Linked DNA regions of Sus scrofa: region 2 is linked to region 1. Evidence: chromatin contacts called from public promoter capture Hi-C data. All regions are on one chromosome and are shown on one strand. Each heading gives the region's core, a stretch centred on a gene start, on an enhancer-like site or on the middle of the called end of the contact. The rest is flanking DNA. Distances are from core to core; before and after follow the strand shown. Region 1 holds the start of HAUS2 (HAUS augmin like complex subunit 2). Region 2 holds the start of TMEM87A (transmembrane protein 87A).

What was found. Promoter capture Hi-C pulls out the DNA fragments that hold promoters and counts their contacts.
Region 2: a promoter capture Hi-C map of liver shows a contact between it and region 1, with 2.0 times the contacts expected there. The contact joins the promoter of TMEM87A here to the promoter of HAUS2 in region 1. A contact is called at or near these places in 1 of 5 promoter capture datasets (liver) and 1 of 47 Hi-C or Micro-C datasets (heart right ventricle).

The regions. Positions count from the first base shown.
Region 1 is chr1:128,837,570-128,840,689 of Sscrofa11.1, forward strand. HAUS2 (HAUS augmin like complex subunit 2) reads right to left here and starts at 1,458. Exons shown (of 6, transcript NM_001243905.1): 1 at 1,352-1,458. The coding sequence starts at 1,444. It overlaps LRRC57 (leucine rich repeat containing 57), which reads left to right and starts at 1,568. Exons shown (of 6, transcript NM_001244811.1): 1 at 1,568-1,750; 2 at 1,842-1,947; 3 at 2,045-2,183. The coding sequence starts at 1,864.
Region 2 is chr1:129,096,943-129,100,062 of Sscrofa11.1, forward strand. It overlaps TMEM87A (transmembrane protein 87A), which reads left to right and starts at 1,446. Exons shown (of 20, transcript XM_005659710.3): 1 at 1,446-1,692; 2 at 2,959-3,019. The coding sequence starts at 1,534. It overlaps GANC (neutral alpha-glucosidase C), which reads right to left and starts at 1,371. Exons shown (of 25, transcript XR_002345333.1): 1 at 457-1,371.

The DNA.
Region 1 (3,120 bases), core at 208-2,707:
TAACAGCAGCCCAATTCTCTCACCAGAGACTTACTCCTTTGGTTTAGGTGTTTTTATCTCCCACCAGTACGTTCTAAAGGGATAAATCCCAAATCTTGTAGCATGAACTTTGCAAATTACTTTGGTACAGAACTAGACAACACTAGTGAGAGCATTATGCAACGTGGCAGAAAGAAAACACAGGAGAGAAGTGAGGAAGGTGAGAACTATGGAGTGCTGTGGTTATGTTTTGTCTACTTTCCAATGCATTCCTTACTTCCACTCATTTTCCCCAAAATCCATAAAAAGTCTTGTTACTAGGTCTTCAAGTTCTTCAACAGTTTAAACTCTTTCAAGACAGTGTCACAAGTCATCCTAGAGATGATATGATGTGTCAGAAAAGGGAGAGCATCGGGATCTAACTACTTCGCTAGTTGAGTGACTTGGACATGTTTCTTGGTCTCCTTAGGTTTTTGTTTTTGCATCTTAAAATTACTCTAAGCAGATAATAGAATTCTCTAATGACTCTTCTGGGTATAAAGACTTGCATATTTCCCACAAATCTTCCATCATGTGTATACCGCTAATCTCTGCAGATGGTTTTACCTATTTTTCTCAGTTTCCTTTTTTAGTGAAATTTCTCAACTTCTTCATTACCTCAAAATTTCTTTCTCTTCTCTTAACCCCACTTTCCCCATTCCCTTGTCACATCTGCTATTTCTATTTCATTACTCCCTCACATCTTCAATTTCTCCCTCCATTGGCTCTTTCCCTTTGACCTGCGAACATGCGCTTCCTTGCCGAATCTAAAACTACCACCCCCTTGAGCTAGTCTCCCTCTTCTCTTCTCAAAATTAACACCTTCCTTCATTCAGGTTCCAAGGTTTTATGGGTCTTCTTCGCCAATATTTTTTTCCCCTGGCCTTTAAAGATGCATGCCTCCCTTGCCGCTCTCCTGTATCCAGCGTCTCCCGTAATGCCTCAATATTTCACACAAACGAGCGTTATTTGGAGATTTATGTTTTAGCACCCACCCGTACTTCCCAACCCCGCCACCCATTACAATCTACAGGCGGTATCACTGAATGAAAAAAAGCGGGGAACACTAATCTTTATTATCGCCCATGAAATGATCTGGAGTAACTCACTCGCCAGACACTTGAAACACCTTCTCAGAATCAAGATTTTGCAGAACCCACAGCGGACTAGACACTTCTGCCGCCCGCAAGGAGCTCCACTTGCCTCGAACCTAGCACAGCCTCCAGCTAACCCTCACACCCACTCCCGCAGCCAACACCACCACCACCACCTCACAGCCATCTTCTGTCACCACTTTGGGCACCCCCTTAATGACGCCATAGCCCCCACGCACCTGAGTGACCAACCCTGAAGCTACGAAATGGCCCAGCAGTAGCCCGGCAGCGTTTGGCGCGGAGGCCAGGTCCCAGGGGCTAGCGGCAGCCATGGCTGGGCAACACCTTCCCGGGTGGCGCGGAGAGTGAGTGGAACGCTCGGCGCGGCTCGATGACGTCACAGGGTGTTTCCTCCCGGGCGGGGAACTCATCCCCTGCGAGCGCGGGTCCTGGTTCTTTCTCCACCCAGCCGGCTGTGAGCTGAGGGGTAGGAGGCGAGTTCCGGGATTCCGGATCCTCCCTAGGCTCCTAGCGGCGGCTGGTTTCGGAAGAGCTGCAAAATCGGCAGGGCCTGGTGTTCTGCTCTTTCTTCCCAGCCACTCTTGGGCTGGCCCCCAAGATCCAGGGATCCGCAGGAGGTGACAGCTGAGGCTTCAGACCCAGCCGGGAGGCCAACCGGGTGGCTGGGTGCCTGGACCGAGCGGTGACAGCTGCGCTTCCTTCCCACAGGGACCTGAGCAGTGGCGCTAGGATGGGAAACAGTGCCCTCCGTGCTCATGTGGAAACCGCGCAGAAAACTGGTGTCTTTCAGCTTAAGGATCGTGGGCTGACCGAGGTGAGACTGGAAGGACTCGGACCAGGGAATTTAAAGGGAGAGGGACGGCGGGCGGGGAAGTTAAAGGATTCTCTGCGCTGTGAACCCCTTTCATCAGTTCCCCTCAGAGTTGCAGAAGCTGACAAGCAATCTCAGGACCATCGACTTGTCCAGCAACAAGATCGAGAGTCTACCGCCTATGATTATAGGGAAGTTCACTCTACTGAAGAGCCTCTCCTTGAACAACAACAGACTGAGTACGGCTTTTGCGCCTGGGGAGGCTTTTGCGCCTGGGGAGGTTTGCTCCTGGGGAAGCTTTTGCTAGTGATAAGGTGTTAAAGAGGGTGGTTTTTCTCTTGGAATATAGTGTGGAGTGTGATTATAATGTTATAAAACTAGTTTTCAAATAAATATATCAGAATCTTAAGGGAAAAAAAGGGTGGTTTTTTCCTAACAAGCTGATTGTTGTTATGAAACAGTTCAGGAGCTCAAGACTAGGGAGAATGTCTGAGTCCTTGAAGCTTTCTATCTGTTGTAATTATATTTATAAGCCTCCTCTGGTATTGTATTGTTGGGGATGGGGTTAATTTGGATTTGAAAGGGACTGTCTTTGGGAGGTAATGTAGGCAGGGCTAATTTTGCTACTGATTTGGAAGGGCAGATGGGATGGAAAGGGGAGGGTGTTCCAAATCCCACAAAACTGCTGTGGGATTGTGCAGTGGCCCCTTCACAAAAGGAGCCCATTATACACATAATGCTTTCCCGCATTTTTTTTTTTTTTTTTTGGTCTTTTGTCCTTTTAGGGCCACACCGGCGGCATATGGAGGTTCCTGGGCTAGGGGTCTAATTGGAACTGTTGCTGCTGGCCTACGCCAGAGCCACAGCAATGCCAGATCTGAGCCACGTCTGCAACCTATACCACAGCTCACAACAACGCCAGATCCTTAACCCGCTGAGAGGGGCCAGAGATCAAACCTGTAACCTCAAGGTTTCCTAGTAGGATTCATTTCCGCTACACCACGATGGAAACTCCACTTTCCTGCATTTTGATCCTCACCTTCTGAAGACTATGTTGGTAAAAAGGTATAAAAATGGCACAACATGTGAAATGCCTATACATATGTATATATGTATACATATATATATATATATATTTTTTTTTTTTTTGTCTTTTGTCTTTTTTTTAGGGCTGAA
Region 2 (3,120 bases), core at 196-2,695, 260 kb after region 1:
TGAAAACAAGCTCAGACAAACACACTTGGACATGGTTTATCATGGCAGTAATCAAATCCTTCACTGAGTCTTTGTCACTGTTTCTTTGGATCAAGTGTGCAAAGATTAGAGAAATTAGCATTCTTTCCAGCTTTGAAGAATATACTCTGGAATGCTTCAGGAAGAGGTGTATACAGCGGAATTTGGAAAGCAACATGCTTGAAATTCATGTGTTAAGAGTTCTGATAACAATTCTTCCAGTTTTGTTAACTATCTTGAAAATACTTCATGCGGGGCTATTAATATCACCTAATTCTCTGGAGAATTGAAAAGATATAAATTTAATGTACAAATACCAAACGTGCAAACAAGCGCAATCAAAGTCAATAAAATCTTCAAAGCCAGAATGTTGTTTCCAGGTTCTGCCTGCCTCCGTGGGCCCTGGAGTCAGTTCCTGCTGGACTACTGGGATTTTACCTGATTTCCTCTTTGCCAGCTGCTTCCATGGCTTCCCAGTCACTTCACCAGGCTCCCAGCTCTCAGGCAAAGGCCCCAGGCGGTCTCTTAGATTGTCTTTCTAAATAACCACCAGCGCTTTACCACCGTCAAGTTTCTGGGGCTCCAGGTTCTCAAGGAGTGACAAATTGACACCTGCTCCTGGGATTTCCACGCCCAAACTAGTCTTTCTACTAGTTTTTTGGGGGCAAAGTTTTCTTGGTTTTGAGTGGCTGGTCAGGAACTACCTTCATTAGGAACCGAAAAGGTTTCTGCAACAGAGGGGGCGTGAACTCAGACCCAGAGGATGAAAACCCTGAGACTGAGAACCAGGAAGTACCAAGACGGTCTGCGTGACTTGGGCGAAGCTTCTGCAGATCTTTCTCAGTGACGGTCACGCCAAAGATACTGAAAACTGACCCACTCTCTCCCGGTTTTAGCTGTGAGTAGGAAGTGCCGGCCGGGTGGCTGCTCTAAGTTGATGTGCGCCGGCCAACATCTACATCACAGACTTAAGGGCCAGAAGGGGTTTTTTAAAAGGAGTTATCTGTTACACCGTCCAGTTTAGGAATCGCTTATACTCCACCCCGGCTAAATTCCAGTTTTTGCTTAAATACCTCCGGAAACCTAGAACTCAATACTAGACTTTAAGTAGGCAGCCAGACTTACGGCTTTCCTAGACTCCTGGCCCCGGCATTTGACTCGGACTCAGAAGGAATGAGGGACAGGGGCCAACAGGAGGAGGAGAGAGCCAAACGCCCCACGGGGTTCTTGTCTGGTCCCCAAACCCTTAAGGTAGAGGAGTCGAGAGACTCGGCGATGGCTTTTGGCGATGAACCTAGCGCTCCAAGGTGACTAGGTTACAACAAGATGACGCCTGCGCAGTAGGTACAAAGCCTCACACCAGGCCGTGACGTATGCCTGAAGGAGGGGCTGCTGAGTCGCAAAACAAACACGCCCCCTGCGGTTTTGAGGACCCGGATGATCCCGCCCCCAGAGGGGAGCCGGAAGAGGGCGGGACGAACCGGAAGAAGGTGAAATACTTTGGGTAGGCACTCCATGGCTGTGAAGATGGCGTCGGCTGCGTGGCTTCAGGTGTTGCCTGTCATTCTTCTTCTTCTTCTGGGGGCTCCCACGTCCCCACTGTCACATTTCGGTGTAGGACCGGCATCCGTGGCAGCTGCCGACCGATCCAAGTGGCGCATACCGATATCGTTGGTGAGTGTTCACTTAAGGAGAAACTGAGCCTGGAAGAGTAAGGGGGTGGGGCTACGGCGGCCCATGGGGTCCAGGAAGGTTCCGCCAAAGTACGCTTCCAAAGGGGTGGGACTGCCGGGAGCGTTTGTGTCCTTGGTTAACGTGGACTCACCTACCTGGAGTGGAAAGCCGCACACTTCTGTGGGTAGATTAGCAGTAATGCCAGGGTCGTTTCCGAAACGGAGAGTGGTGATGGAGCGGTTCTTTATCAGCAGAGTCAGAGAACTTTCTTTGACTGGAGGCATGTAAACTTGATGTATATGTGGAAAGTGGTTTTTCTTTTCAGCTGAACTTTCGCAGAATCTTATGACTCCGGGTTGAATGAGAGGGATATGTAAATAGACATCTTTTTTTTTCTTCCTCTTCATTTTTTGGCTACTAGATGATTCTACTTGTGAAGCTGTTTGATTTCGTTTGGACTTTGAAATAGTTATTCTAAGCTTTGCCATGTGATTAGGAAGCCTAAGCATTTGAAATGTAGTCTAATTTGAGAGTGGACAAAACGGAAGAAACAGTATTCTAAAATTTATTGTGAGAAGTTAGTTTTTCTTCTGGACAAATTAACTAGATAGGTTGACCCTCGGCCCTTTTAAAACCTCCTTTGAGTAAGAGCTATAGTCCTGTGAGCTGATAAATCACAAGCTGGCAGGAAATGCCAGAAGTCATTAGTCTTATTAAAATCACAGTAGTCTTTTTTGTTCTGCTCTGCTCACTGGTTGTAATGCCCAAATCTTATTTGAGCTTTTGATATGGCAGGAATTATAGCTTTTGTTCAGTTGGTGAAGATCTTCAGGTTCTCGGTTTTAGGTACTGTTACTTGTATAATGGTTGATAGTTGAATTTGGCCATCTGCTCATAGAATAGTTTGTTTGAAGAAATGATTGGTTATTCTAGACAATGATCAGTGAGTAAAAGGAGTGAACCGATTAAAGAGTACCTTCCATGAAGATTTAAGTTATCTGAGGATTTGTAGGAGCCTTCCTTCCAGAGTCCTTGCTTCATGGCCTGTGGAAAAAAAATCATGTCTCCGCACCAAGCTTCAAAATCCTGCAGATTGGATATGGTTGAATTTTACTAAAAGGAAGGATATTTATGCATTTTTTGTATGTGTGTTAAGAAAACTAACTTGAACATTTTATAAATTTAGGTTTTTATACCAGTTGCATGCTGCTTTGGGGATTAAAGTGATTTGATGCTAATTATCCTTTCTCTTCTTTATCTTTGCAGGGGAAAAATTATTTTAGTTTTGGAAAGATCCTCTTCAAAAATACTACTATCTTCCTGAAATGTGAGTTTTTTGCATTTCATGAAGTTTTATTGAGTTTTTGAGTGGTCTTCAAACTTTTAAATTACCTGTTTTCTACCTCTGATGAGCAACATAAGTTCTGA